2 separate regions of the Sus scrofa genome follow, and region 1 is linked to region 2. The links are chromatin contacts, called in public HiChIP or PLAC-seq maps. All regions are on one chromosome and are shown on one strand. Each heading gives the region's core, a stretch centred on a gene start, on an enhancer-like site or on the middle of the called end of the contact. The rest is flanking DNA. Distances are from core to core; before and after follow the strand shown. Region 1 overlaps ATP6V0D1 (V-type proton ATPase subunit d 1). Region 2 overlaps LRRC36 (leucine-rich repeat-containing protein 36).

Region 1 (7,337 bases), core at 4,256-6,755, 82 kb after region 2:
CTTGCCCGCAAAGTGATGAGCTCTCCTCCAACGCCCCTCTCCAGAGGCCTCTCCTGTAGCCCCACAACTCTGTTCCTTCATTTGTGCCACTTTTCTTTCATATCCCACCTGGCACAGAGCATGTAAACCGTAAGAGCAGGGACTCAGTCACTACAGTATCCTAGCCTAGAACAGAGTTTGTTCTGGTGCATTTGCATCCTCAGTGTAACTGCGGAATGAATGAAAGACTGGGAAGAGGGTTGGTGAAGACAGCAGGAGGATTTACTCCTGGATTTTCAAACAGGGGACACTACAGTAGCGATGGTAGTACCAAGGACAGTGGCTGAGAAGGGACCCATGTGTGCACTGGTATATGTGTGTGTGTTATGGCCCAACAGCAGAGGTTGGCTTCTGCTATGGGGGACTGCACGCTTTCTGTCCTCTGGGAAGGTTACCAAGAGGGTGACAGGAAGGGTCACACTTGTAAACATTTCTACAAGCCATCCACCCCACCTGCTCAGGCTAAGGTCTCCCTGTGCATCTGTGGTCCCTGGAGGCCATGCTATCCTGGGCCACTTAGAAAAGAAGGGCGAGTGGGACACATCATTGCTCTACAGACTTAGGGGACCCCTGAGATGCCCCTCCTCTTGTACCCCATCAAGGGAGGAATTCTCCCAGCCAGGAATCAGGTCTGCCAGGGAAGACATGGAAGGGAGTTCCCATTGTGGCTCAGTGGTAATGAATCCAACTAGTATCCATGAGGACGCGGGTTCGGTCCCTGGCCTCACTCGGTGGGTTGGGGATCAGGCATTGTCGTGACCTGTGGTGTAGGTCGCAGACTCGGCTTGGATCCCACATTGCTGTGGCTGTGGTGTAGGCTGGCGGCTGTTGCTCTGATTTGACCCCTAGCCTGGGAACCTCCATATGCCGCGGGTGCAGCCCTAAAAAGACAGAAAAAAAAAAAAAAAAAAGGAAAAGCAAATAGACATGGAAGAATATGCCAGAGGGAGGCATGGGGGGATGGAGGCAAAGGAAAGGGAGAGGGAAAGGGTATGCGTAGCACTGGAGTGGACACGTTCCACCTGCATCTCTCGGTGGCAGGCAGCACTCATGTCGTCTGTGGCTCCTGGGCCCTCACAGAGTGGCCCTTAACTTTGTGAGGCCGACAGGAGGCCCTCATCATCCACCTTCACCAGCGTGCAAATTGCACCTTTTTTCTCATGGCCACCATGCCATGGGGAACTCCCTGGAGCTCTATTCTTCCCCATCCTCACCTCACCTCTGGCCAAGGCCCACCTACACCTGGAATAAGGCACGGGTGAGGGAAGGTGCTGTGCTCAATAATACTCGAGTTGTCGCAGCAATGATTATCCACGTGGTTGTTCCAGAGAAATTCGTAACTATAATTGAGGGGTTTTGCTGTAATAGCATAAGCCTGTATTTCTGCCTCTAAAAATGCGTTTTACATGCTCGATTTTTAATATTCTTGACTCTGGATAAGTGCACAAGTTTTTTAAAAAGAAACAAAACTGGTCAGCTCTGAGAGACTATTAACACCCCTGAAGTGGTTTTTGTGGGTGTGAAAACAAATGGTGAAACTATGAACTGGTCCCTCTTATCTTCATAATGAAACTAAGTCTACTTAATTTATCAAGTCATATGTCATAATGCTCTGATTTTACCTGCTGATAAGCATCGCAATGCTTGAAAAAAAACTAGCGGACAGGGAGTTCTGGCCTGGGTACAGCAGGTGCTCTAGTCCCCACTAGGGGAAGCCGCAGGGCAGACAGCCGCTGGAAGCCGGGATGTAGTGTTCTGGGTCAGATGGTCAGCCCAAACCTGTTTCTCTGTCCAGCCACTGAGGCCAGCACAAAGCCCTTCTCAGGCAGTGGGACTCCTTCCTTTCCAAGATACAACTGGGGCTCAGAAGCCAGACCAAATGCAAAGGGCCAAAACCAGGCCTAAATCTAGTCCTCATGGCAGGTACGCTCATGCTAGAGGCCCCACCGTTCTCCGGGACAGTGTGTTCAGGTCCTGGACCCCAGTGCAACTTCCTGATTCCTACCCTCCAAAGGATCCAGGGGTCAGGCCTCCCCCAGGCCTCCTTGCACGTGCTACCAGGAGGCTTCCCAAGTGCCAGGCTGTCACTGCCACCGTAGCTGCCCGAGTTTTCCAGCAGTGGGAACGTCTCCCCCCAGGCTCACCTTTACTCCACACAGCCGCCCTCCAGGGAAAGGCTCTCTCCACAACTCCCCCACCGCCAAGCACCCTCTCCCCACTCCAGGCTCTATCAACTCCACCCAATACCTGGCACTGGGCAGGGGGGGAGTCAGCACCCCAACATAATGGGGAGCCAAGACCCCCTCTTACTGGAAATTACAGGGCCCTGCTGAGTACTCAGCCCTTTGCCAGGAGCAACCTGTGTGCTGGACCTCCCAGCAAGCCCATTTCACAGACTCAGAAAAGGGAAATTAGAGGGAGCATGAAAAGTGTCCAAGGGTCCCGCATTCAAGTGTAGAGGGGCCACAATGTGGATCAGGCCTGGTGGATTCCCATAATCTCCAACTCTGTTCTCCTCTCCTCTCCTCCCCCACCCCCTACATTTTTTTTTTTTTTTTTGCTTTGCTTTTCTTTTTTTAATGCTGCACCTGTGGCATATGGAGGTTCCCAAGCTATGGGTCGAATTGGACCTACAGCTGCCAGCCTACATCACAGCCACAGCAACACTGGATACGAGCTGCATCTGTGACCTTTACCACAGCTCACGGCAATGCAGGATCCTTAACCTGCTGATCCCTCGCCAGGGATCGAACCCGTGCATTCTCATGGATAGTAGTTGGGTTTGTTACCACTGAGCCACAACGGGAACTCCCCGGCTACACTTCTGACCATTTTCCCATGGCCCTTGGCCAGGATGGGGCTCTCAAACATGGACCCAACTGCCCAGGCAGACTTTAGCCCCAGAAGAGTTGGCAGGTGGCAGAGAGGTGAGAGGGGCCAGGGCAGGCCCCCTCCACAACTTCAGAGGCAACCTGGACACTCACTGCCCTCCTGACAGAGGTCCTAGACTTGTCATGACTCATAGACAACCCCTGTGGCATCACTTACAGTGCCAGGCATTCCTAGAGAAGCTAGTGCGTGTGAATGAGAGGGGCAAAGCTGACGAATGGGCTCCCCTTTGCACGCCCACGCCCCTGGGACCTAGCGTGGGCCTTAAAGCAAACATCCCTGCGCCTTGGCTGCTGCTTTCTGCTGACACTGCATCTGGGGACTTGGCTGCCGGAACACAGACGGCTGGGTGGTTTCTGCTGGCGTTTGTCGGATCAGAGCAAACCCGGGAGACTCTACTGAGAATCCTGCCCAAGGCCTAAGGAGTCTTCCTTACCGGGAAACTCATTTTTAACTGCCCCCAGTGACAACTTCAAAGGGCCATTCCAGACCACTTTCCCTGGCCAAGCCTTACTTCTCCCTGTGACCCAGGGAGAGGGGACAGCCCACCAGCCAAGTAGGCGACTTGGAGGCAGGCAAGCTAGCCGATCCCTCAGCTCTGACCACACAGGGCTTCTGAACCAGCTCTGACCCTGTTTGAGAAACCTGGCGCCCAGTCCCAGTGGCTGGCAGCCCCCAAGCCCTTTACACAGTCCTCAGGGCTGGGGCAGGCCCATGAGAAGCCACCTCCCTCCCCTCCAGCTTCCTATTCTCTCTGAGGGATGTGGAGGAGGTGTGACTGGGGGTGGGATCAGAGCACAGGACCGGAGGCCTGGAACTTGTTGAGAGCTTTGTGGGAGACTCGGCCACCCAGCCCTGGCCCAGCCCCTGAGGGCAGCCAAGGACGCCAGGGGCTCTGGGAAGGCAGGGGCTAATTCTGCTCTGCTCCCTGAGCTCAGCAGCCTGAAAGCTTCGGTGACAGCCCCTGAGAGCCCCAGACGTGCCTGGGCGGAGGCCTGAGCAGTGATCTGGTTAGCACAGACTCGGGGGACTGTGCTGGTCTACCCACAAGCCCAGCTGTCTACCCTAAATCCCCCCATCCGTGGCCCAGCACCAGGAATGTCTAGCCAGCTTGGGATCTCTCACAGCAAAAGACTTCTCAGAGGCTGATTTCTCACATCCAAGAAGATGCTGCTCCTGTAAGTTGTCTCTGCAGTCTGACCTAAACCCTTCCTCAGAGGAAACTCAGCGACTCAGTTTCCCAGTGCCTCCAGCCTCCCCTGAGGGCCTTGGGCCTGCTCCTCAGGACCCCTCAACCCCACCCAGGACCTTCCCAGACCCCTGCTTCTTCCCAGTGTTGCCTGTCTCAAGGTTTCTGGTGACTATGCCCCCAACTCCACCTCCCGGGGCCGCCCAGCCTCCTCACCCCCACTGTGCTCTTTTGCTGGCCTCCTGTCCCACATCTTGGCTCCCTGCTCCCAAGTCCACTCTCCACACTGTCACCAGAGTGAAGTCCTCCAACTCCAAGGTGTCTCTGTCCCCTTTACCCAGCAGCCCCTGCAGCCCCAGGGCTGGAGCCTGGCCTCCTACTCACAGCCTGTGAGGCTCCATACCCTCAGCCCTAGCACTGCCTCAGCCTTAGCCTTTGACTCTGCCCTACCAGTGCCATTCTCTGCCTAGGGTGACCTGTCTGTGACCCCTGCAAGGGACCCAGGCAAGGCCATGGCGTGCCCTAGAGAGAAACCCTTGAAGTCCATGAAACAGGGCTGCTTCCCCTGCCCCGGCCAGAGAGGCTGGGTTGGGAGGGCACACCCCCAGCCAGGAAAGTGAGCACCCTGCCTTCCGTCTACCACAGGGCACCCCTGTCCACCCTGAGGTGGTCTCTTTCAAAGACCACTGCCCCAGCCCCAGCAGGACCTAGCTGAGCTCTCTGAAGGCGCCTGGGCAGGGTGCAGCCCAGCACACCCGCCTGGCATGGCTGTTCCTGCCAGGGCTCACAGGGCCACACCAGACTCAAGCTGGCCCCATAGCTGCACCTGTCCTTCCAATGCCTGCCTACCCCCAACCCAAGTCTTCTGGGCCAGGACCTCTCAGCAGCAGAACCTTGGCCCCAGCTAGCCCTTCTTATTACCACCCTTGCCCCAGGTTAGCAGGAGGGCATGGGGACCCCTAGCCTGTCCAATGCTCTTTGTTCTCTGAGGAACAAAGTATGGGCTTGGCAACCAGCTCCAGCCAGGCTGTGACAGGTGACAGCTGGACAAGCCTGCCTCCCATCCACTTCCTGAAGCCATTCCTGGATCCTGCCAGCCCTAAAAGTGATTTTTAAGCCCCATCAGGGCTTCCAGAAGCAGGCAGCACACGGCCTCTCCAGTCCCCAGGCTTCTGCAGCCTCTCCCCAAAGGCCCCAGGACAGCAGGAAGGGAGGGTCTTGGCCCATGCCAGGGGTTGATGCCACGCTGCCCCAGGGGCCCAGCAGGCATGGAGGCAGCTCCTGGCACAGCACACTAGGTGGGACGGCCCCCTGCTCTAGACGCACCCGTGGCCTCATGGCCCATGGAGGGGCCCTGCTGGCCAGCTGGCCACGGCAGAGTGTGAGAGGACAGTGTGTTCCCAGACTTCACTTCTGCTTTTCCAGAGGTCACTCAACGATGCTCTCCTGGGGAGCTGAGGGGTTTTTAGGAATTGAGGCCTGCTGAGTGAAACCAGATGTGCAAATACGCTCCCTAGAGCCTAGCGTGCCCATCCTGCCACTCCCTGCCATGGCAGCAGCACCCTGGATCTGTTCTGCCACTTCCCTGGGCCCATCTGAGGAGGCTGCTTTGAAGGGACTCTTCTTCCAGTGCTCATTCTACCCTAGAGCCTCTTTAATGCTGCAACTTCCAGAGACTCAAAGTAGGGAAATTCAGACAGACGGACAGATGTGGACAGATGTGCAGGCTGGCAGCCCAGTGGAGCCACTGCCCCTCCTCCCCCTGCCAGCGTACTATGTCTGTTTCCTCCTCAGACTCTGGGGGTGGAGGAGACCTCTTTTCTTCATATCAGCTCCAGAGCAGATATATGCACTGGCTGGCTGGCTCTGCAGGGTCAAACGCCACATCTGGAACTCCCAGTTTGGGAGCCACAGCATGGAAACCATTAACCCTGGGTTTACCTGGGAACTGCAGCACAAATTAAGCATCCTCCTCGCCTCCAGGGCCTATCACAGGCTCCCTGCAAACTTCACCTGAGTAACCCTAGGTTCCAACTCTTCCTATCAAACGCAAGCTCATCCTCCCCTCCCTCAGGTACCACCCAGCATTTCCCATCCAGAGCCTTGGCACTGCCCTTGCCCCAAACTGAGATGTCCATGGTCTCAGTACAGATTCATGCACAGCCACAGCCCCCTTGTGCAGCCTCATTTTGCCAGATCACTGGTTTCAGCCCCTTAAGGGGGCTGAGTGGAGCAGGGGAGAGAGACTCTGGGCTTTGGGGCCACAGTCATCTGAGTTCAAATCCCGTCCCACAGCTTGGCCCTGACCAGCTGGTAGAATCTCTCTGGACCCAGGCTCTTGGCTGGTTGCCTGGTAAAAGGCCCTGCAGTGCCAGCCTCCCAGGGCAGCCACCCCAGATACTGAACAGAGGAAGTGTTACACAGAGGAAACTAAGCACAGCACACCGGTCTCTCTCCTGGCGAAGGGGAGCCCACCTGGAGCTCCCCAACTGACAAGCTCAGCCCCAGTGGGGTGGTCTGTGTTCTTCTCCAGGCTTCTGTTTAGGCATTCCCCCCAGCCCCAGCTCTCCACAGGGTACCCCTGTGCTTCCTGCCATGGCCCCGACGCTTCCCCAGGGCTCTGGTATGTCCTCTCCTGGTCACAGAGGCTGTGGGGGCCCTAGTGCAGCACGTGCATGCACACACATGGCTCTCCACACTGCTGTCTGTTGCAGAAGGACAAGTAGAGTGGGCTCAAAATCTGGGACTCCTGTCCTTAAGCCCATGTCTTACCTCACCTACCAGCAGGATCATATAGAGCTTTGGCCCAGAATGACCCCAGGGACCGGGACAGAGGCTAAGACCCAACTCTGCACCATCTGCCACACGGTGAGCTACTGCCCTGGGGCCCTCGGGAACAGGCAGGAGCTGGTGCGGCCAAGGGCAGCTCTTGCTCCATGGGAAGCCCCGGGGCTGGCGGGCCAGCGGTCTTGGGAAGAACCTGGAGTCTACTGCTGGCACAGCCACATGCAAGTTACTGGGTTTCAGTTGGCGTGAGGTAGAGAGCCTGCAGGGAAAGGACAGCAAGTTCTCCTCGGTCCCTAGACCAGCATCTTGTTTCATCCTGGAGGTCTTTCAGTGAGGTGTGGCATTCACAGCAGGGGGATGGGACTGATCCACAGAGGTGGCCCAGCTGATATTGGGATAGGGGACACCACCCACCAGCATATCAGATACAGGA
Region 2 (7,307 bases), core at 2,933-5,432:
GGTGGGGAAGTATTTTAATATTAAGTGTGGGGGAGTTCCCATGTGGCTCAGTGGGTTAAGGATCCAACATTGTCACTGCAATGTCTCAGGTCACTATTGTGGCTCAGATTTGATCTCTGGCTCCTGGGTGCAGCCAAAAGAAAAAAAGTGGTGGATACAGTTTACCACAGGAAGTTGGTAATGTTGGCAGATGTTGCCAGGGGCTCAAGGCTGAAGAGTGATATCTGTAGCACTGATGTTTATAATCTTATCATGTTCACACATTTGCTTTAGCCACAAATGACTAACTTTCTTGGGACCTTTCTTCTATGCTTGTCTATGCAGAAATTTAAATTATTCCAGTTTTTTCCAAAGTAGCAGCAAGCAGAAGATTAATTGTATTACCCAAGGAATTTTTTTTTTTTTTTCCTTTTCTAGGGCTACACCCGTGGCATATGGAGGTTCCCAGGCTAGGGGTCTAATCGGAGCTGTAGCCACAGACCTACGCCAGAGCCACAGCAACGTGGGATCTGAGCCGTGTCTGCAACACACACCACAGCTCACAGCAATGCCGAATCCTTAACCCACTGAGCAAGGGCAGGGATCGAATCTGCAACCTCATGGTTCTTAGTCGGATTCGTTAACCACTGAGCTACGATGGGAACTCCTATCCAAGGAATTTTTGTCTGATTGAACCTCCATATGCCACGGGTGCAGCCCTAGAAAAGACAAAATAATAATAATAATAAAATAAAAATAAAAAAGGAACCGTAAGTCTCAGGACATTCCTTCCTTTGAACCCATAGTCCTTTGTCATGTGAATCATTTGTCATTTGATCACTTACTGCCCTGTGAGAAAGCAGGGGATTTGGTCAAAAACAACTGTTTCTAGTTACTTATTTTTCAATTGTTAGAAATCTTTGCACATTAGCATGGGTTTTTAAGTTTTGTTTTGTTTTGTTTTAGGGCCTCACCTGCAGCATATGGAAGTTCCCAGGCTAGGGTTGAATCAGAACTGCACCTGCCGGCCAACATCACAGCCACAGTAACACAGTATCCAAGCCACATCTTCGATCTACACCACATCTGAGACCTACACCACAGCTCATGGCAACACCAGATCCTTAACCCACTGAGCAAGGCCAGGGATCAAACCCTCATCCTCATGGATACTAATTGGGTTTGTTACCTTTGAACCACAGCAGGAACTCCTGTTGTGTTGTTTTGTTTTGTTTTAATTACTTAATGAATTTTATTACATTTATAGGTGTACAACAATCATCACAACCAAATTTTTACAGCATTTCCATCCCAAACCTTCAGTGCATCACCCCACCCTGTTTCGTTTTGTTTTGTTTTTACCCTTTAAATATTTGATATTCAATTCTCAAAACTTTGGAGGTGGTTATAATTTTTGTGCACCAAAGGGGGCAGTCTTGTAATACTTTTTTGACATTTTGGTTCCTTTTGTTTTCCATTTTCAGCCACTGATGCCTATTTTTCCAGATAAGAGCACTAGATGTTAATGTATTTAGGGCAAAAGTACAGCAACACTTAGGATATTTGGATGATATATTAATAAAACATGTTCCAGGAAATTTTTTCATCTCTATTTCATGTTTTATCATTAAAATAGCAATTAAAATCTCAATGCACTTTTCTGGACTATCTTAAAAATTCCGATTTCTCTTCTCCTATTAGATACTATATTTCTTTATATGAAAATTTGTAAAAGAGCTGCCTGAATATAAATATAAAAGCAATACACTGTGCAGTTTCTAGGAAGGTTTAAGTCAGAGAAGCATTTTAAAAGTTAAAAAGAGGGAGTTCCCGTCGTGGCTCAGTGGTTAATGAATCCGACTAAGAACCATGAGGTTGCGGGTTCAATTCCTGGCCTTGCTCAGTGGGTTAAGGATCCGTCGTTGCCATGAGCTGTGGTGTACGTTGCAGACATGGCTCAGATCCCGCAATTCTATGGCTCAGGTATAGGCCGGCTGCTACAGCTCCGATTAGACCCCTAGCCTGGGAACCTCCATATGCCGAGGGAGCAGCCCAAGAAATGGCAAAAACAAAGCCAAAAAATAAAAGTTAAAAAAAAATGTGAGTTCTGACTGTGGCACAGTAGGTTATGAATCCAACTAGAGCAGCTCAGGTCACTGCAGAGGCTCGGGTTAGGTCCCTGGCTGATGCAGTGGGTTAAAGGATCCAGCAGTGTTGCTGCAGCTGCCACATAGGTTGCAGCTGCAGCTCAGATTCAATCCCTGCCCAGGAAATTCCTTATGCTGCAGGTGCAGCCATTAAAAAAAAAGAAATTATAGGAGATCCCCATTGTGGCTCAGTGGTTAATGAACCCAACTAGCATCCATGAGGATGCGAGTTTGATCCTGGCCTTACTCAGTGGGTTAAGGATCTGGCATTGCTGTGAGCTGTGGTGTAGGCAGGCAGCTACAGCTCCGATTCAACCCCTAGGCTGGGAACCTCCATATGCCGCAGGTGGCAGCCCCAAAAAGACAAAAGACAAAAGACAAAAAAAAAAAATATGAAAAATTCGGAGTTCTCGAAGTTCCTGCTGTAGCACAATGGGATTGGTGGCCCTCTGCACCCTGGAACACAGGCTTGATCCCTGGCCTGGCACAGCGGGTTAAGGATCCAGCTTTGTGTCAGACCTGATCCCTGGCCCGGTAACTCCATATGCAGTGGGGCAGACAAAAAAGAAAAAAAAGAAAGTTCTCTTGTGATGCAGTGGGTTAAAGATCTTAGTGTCACTGCAGTGGCTTGGGTCACTGCTGTGGCACAGATTCAGTCCTGGCCAGGGAACCTCCACATGCTGCAGGTGGGCCAAAAGAAAAGTCATAAAAAAATCATAAAAAAATAATCCCATGGAGTTCCCGTCATGGCTCAGTGGTTGACGGATCTGACTAGGAACCGACTAGGCTAGGGTTCAATCCCTGGCCTTTCTCAGTGGGTTAAGGATCCAGCGTTGCCGTGAGCTGTGATGTATGTCGCAGACATGGCTGGGATCTGCCGTTGCTGTGGCTCTGGCATAGGCTGGCAGCTACAGCTCCGACTAGACCCCTAGCCTGGGAACTTCCATATGCCGACAGAGCGGCCCTAGAAAAGGCAAAAAGACCAAAAAAAAAAAAACCAAAAAAAAACCCATGACAGAAAATTAAACCAAACATTAATTTATGATTAGAAAATTAATTTTTGACCATCTGACTTTGGAACTATAGACAAGTTATAAAAATTAACTTTTTAAAAATCCATGAGGATTTTTAAAAGCCTGCTGAAAATTAAAACTCATAAAAAGTAACAAAATTATCCCAAAGTTCATTAAAAAATTATCCCCCACTCTCACTAAATTGTGATAAATAAAAGAAAATATGTAAAGGCATATATGTTTCTAAGCTGCTCCATGATATATACACACAGTTACCAATACATGAAAAACCAATGACAGTAAATATTCATTTCTTACAAGATCCTCTAAAGTGGGCTTGTGGTGTAACAAGACTTTCTATGGCTTTTCTTCCTAATCAGGTTAACTTCTTAAAGGACCTTTTACTTTTTCATATGTTCACAATCCTTATATAGCCCTCTTAATGAACATGATTGGTGTGATTCTTACTGAATAAAAAGTCTTTACTACTGTGCCAACAATAACATTTATCTAACATTTTAAATGTTATAGGGCATTTATGTTCATTATATATTGATATACTAAATATAAGCTTATGAATTATAACTTTTATTAAATTACCCCCCCCTTTTTTTGGCCATGCTGTTCAGCAGCTTGATGTGGGGATCTTGGTGCTGCAGCAGTGACAGCACTGAATCCTAACCACTAGACCACCAGGGAACTCTCTCCATTTTATTTTATTATATATAACACCTTAAAAAATGTTCTACACTTTAATCGTCCCATATTATATAACATAATACATTGAGCCATAGACTTAGGTGTCAAAACATTTTTTGTTTCTTCTGAAAATATCTATAAAAATTGATAGAAGATACTGTTACCTTTGAAATTATCCTTTGTATATTATTGTATTTCCCTTAAACATAAGTAATATTCTATCAAATCCAAACTAAAAGATGAAGCCAATTTTTTTTGTAATGTCAATACTTTAAACGTCTGGATTCTTACTTCCCTTATTGTGTAAGAATGACAAATGATAATTGTTCCTTTTTTTTTTTCCTTGAGCCTCTCTCTAGTGACCTGGGCAGTTTATATGGTTTGCCAGGAAACCACAGTCCCCCGATCTCTACCAGAACCTCTCACGTGGCCACCGTTCTCAGACAGCTCCTGGAGCTTGTGGATAAGCACTGGAATGGCTCTGGCTCCCTTCTCCTCAACAAGAAGTTTCTCGGTAAGTGAATACATTCTTCCTGGAGAAGGGCTCAGACCTTGCTCTGCTCTGTGTTCCAATAATGGCCACTCAGCCCCCTTAACTTGCAGGGAAAATTGTTCTCATGATCACTTACCAAAATTTCTCAGCAACACAGTAATTGACAAACCTGCATTTCTCTAATAATCTTCTCCCTAGTTTTTTTTTTTTTCTGTCTTTTCTAGGACTGCACCCATGGTATATGGAGGTTCCCAGGGTAGAGGTCTAATCAGAGCTATAGCTGCCAGCCCATGCCACAGCCACAGCTATGTGGGATCCAAGCCGCATCTGCAACCTACACAATAGCTCATGGCAACGCCAGATCCTTAACCCACTGAGCGAGGCCAGGGATCGAACCCGCAACCTCATGGTTCCTAGTCGGATTTGTTTTTGCTGCGCCACGACGGGAACTCCTTTCCTGGTTTGTTTTTATCAGCACTTTTCCCTCATGCACCAATTGTCTTATTTCTCCTGTGGCTTTTTTTGGTTATCTTTGAGTAATATAAAGAGTGATGAGATGTAAAATGGAGCATGGTCATGTTAATAATTACAGAACGATTTTATAATCCTTGGGAAAGTACCAATAAAAATACAACAGAAATTGGGTTTGATTATTGGAGTTCTGAGATGCCTATTGAAATGTTTTGATTTGAAAAACTTGAATGACTGAATTATCTAGACTCTTTTTTTAGGGCTTCTTTTATAGGAACTTGGGGGTAAATGGTTTTGCAATATTGTCTCCATGTGCTTATTGTTTAATAGAAAAAGAATTCAAGGAGCTTTGGTAGTGGTAAAAATCTGAGTAAAAACTAGAAACTTTAAAGTGGTTTAGGCTTAGTTTTTTTTTTTGTTTGTTTGTTTTGTCTTTTTGCCATTTCTTGGGCCGCTCCCGCGGCATATGGAGGTTCCCAGGCTAGGGGTAGAATCGGAGCTGTAGCTGCCAGCCTACACCAGAGCCACAGCAACGCAGGATCTGAGCCGCGTCTGCGACCTACACCACAGCTCACGCAACGCCGGATCATTAACCCACTGAGCAAGGCCAGGGATCTAACCCGCAACCTCATGGTTCCTAGTCAGATTCGTTAACCACTGTGCCACTACGGGAACTCCAGATTTTTTTTTTTTTTTTTAATTTCTAAAGGACATTCAGGAGAAGTTTAGCCCAGCTACTTTCCTTCCCACATTGATCTTTTGCTCTTGTTTTGTAGGAAATTATCCCCAGGAGTTACTCAACAGTGATTAGAGAGTAGCACAGTATGTGTACTCATGAGGGTCTGCTGTTGTTTCTCCATAGATGTGGGATATAATTTTTTTTACCTCCATCATGAAACATCTCTTAGAGCCACTTACTAAATTCTTGTAAAAAGGAGATATTAGGTTACCCTATTTGTCCTACAGAACTGGTAGTTATTGGCTAGGAACTCTGTGCTTTAGCTTTTAAGATTGGCCTGTGTGCTCAACCTCAATTTTTGGCAGGTCCTGCCCGAGATCTGCTTCTGACTTTGGTAGTCCCTGCTCCTTCTCAGCAGTGGTGTCGCTCACATCCTGAAGACACATCAAAAGCCTTCCGCAGGAAGGAGATGGAACTGAAGGAGGCTGGGCAGCTCATCCCTAATGACATGGTATGCTGTCTTCATCTTCTTTTCCGACTCTTCCTTTATTAGAAAAGGACAGGGTAGCAAGACTTGAACAGCTATGTGCCATGTGGCATAAAGATCATCATCACCATGAACACCAAAATGTTTATGAACCAAAATGCAGAAAAGTCAGTCTGTGCAAATCAGGAACACAAAATTTGTGGGGACACTTTGGAGGTTCTGCAGGGATGACTCCCTAATCCAAAAATTCTAAGGAAAGGCTTATAATGGAAAATTTTTGTTTGTTTGTTTTTGGTCTTTTGTTGTTGCTGTTTTGTCTTTTTTTTTTTTTTTTCAGGGCTGCACCCACAGCATATGGAGGTTCCCAGGCCAGAGGTCAAATCAGAGCTGTAGCCGCTTGCCTACACCACAGCTACACCAGATCAAGCCAGTCTGCAGCCTACACCACAGCTCACAGCAACACCAGATCCTTAACCCACTGAGTGAAGCCAGGGATCAAACCTGTGTCTTCATGGATACTAGTCACATTTGTTTCTGCTGAGCCACAACAGGAACTCCATAATGGAAGAATTTTTTAAAAGACTCTAGAGTGAAAATATTTAGGACCATATTCTTTTTTTTTTTTTTTTTTTTTTTTTGTCTTTTTGCCATTTCTTGGGCCGCTCCCACGGCATATGGAAGTTCCCAGGCTAGGGGTAGAATCAGAGCTGTAGCTGCCGGCCTACGCCAGAGCCACAGCAACTCGGGATCCGAGCCGTGTCTGCAACCTACACAATAGCTCATGGCAACGCCAGATCCTTAACCCACTAAGCAAGGGCAGGGACCGAACCCGAAACCTCATGGTTCCTAGTCGGGTTTGTTAACCACTGTGCCACGACGGGAACTCCAGGACCATATTCTTAAAGGTTATGGTTTGATTCTGATGAGGGAAGTTAGATGTCTCTGAGATTGTCTTTCCTCCCTTCCGATGGAGCAGAGAGCCTTAAACCACGGGCCATTCCTAGAGCATCAGGCTGCTGGCTTTGGGAGGGAAAGAAGGGACTCATATCCTTAGGCTTTTTACACTTCTTTTCTTTCTTTCTTTTTTTTTTTTTTTTTCCCCCTTTTTAGGGCCACACTCGCATGGAAGTTCCCAGACTAGGGGTCAAATCAGAGCTGTAGCCCCTGGCCTACATGACAGCCACAGCAATGTGGGATCCATGCTGATTCTGTGACCTACACCACAGCTTGCAGCAACTCTGGATCCTCAACCCACTGAGCAAGGCCAGGGATCAAACCCGAGTCCTCATGGATACTAGTCTTGTTCGTCACCGCTGAGCCATAACAGGAACTCCTACCC

What was found. HiChIP or PLAC-seq counts read pairs in DNA pulled down with a chosen protein or histone mark.
Region 1: a contact with region 2 is called in an H3K27ac HiChIP or PLAC-seq map of alveolar macrophages. The contact joins two enhancer-like sites. A contact is called at or near these places in 3 of 47 Hi-C or Micro-C datasets (embryonic fibroblasts, retroperitoneal adipose tissue and subcutaneous adipose tissue) and 1 of 2 datasets of contacts at active chromatin or transcription factors (alveolar macrophages).

What each region holds. Positions count from the first base shown.
Region 1 is chr6:28,105,691-28,113,027 of Sscrofa11.1, forward strand. The region is part of intron 1 of ATP6V0D1 (V-type proton ATPase subunit d 1); the gene reads right to left. Among named protein-coding and RNA genes, the nearest start is that of ATP6V0D1, 23 kb to the right of the region's middle. Within about 2 kb of position 5,506, at least 16 of the 83 cell types and tissues checked have an H3K27ac peak or open chromatin away from gene starts, as enhancers often do. A contact at or near this core is called in alveolar macrophages, where this site is marked.
Region 2 is chr6:28,025,224-28,032,530 of Sscrofa11.1, forward strand. It overlaps LRRC36 (leucine-rich repeat-containing protein 36), which reads left to right. Exons shown (of 14, transcript XM_021094075.1): 9 at 4,187-4,352; 10 at 5,847-5,992. Among named protein-coding and RNA genes, the nearest start is that of TPPP3, 22 kb to the right of the region's middle. Within about 2 kb of position 4,183, at least 1 of the 83 cell types and tissues checked has an H3K27ac peak or open chromatin away from gene starts, as enhancers often do. A contact at or near this core is called in alveolar macrophages, where this site is marked.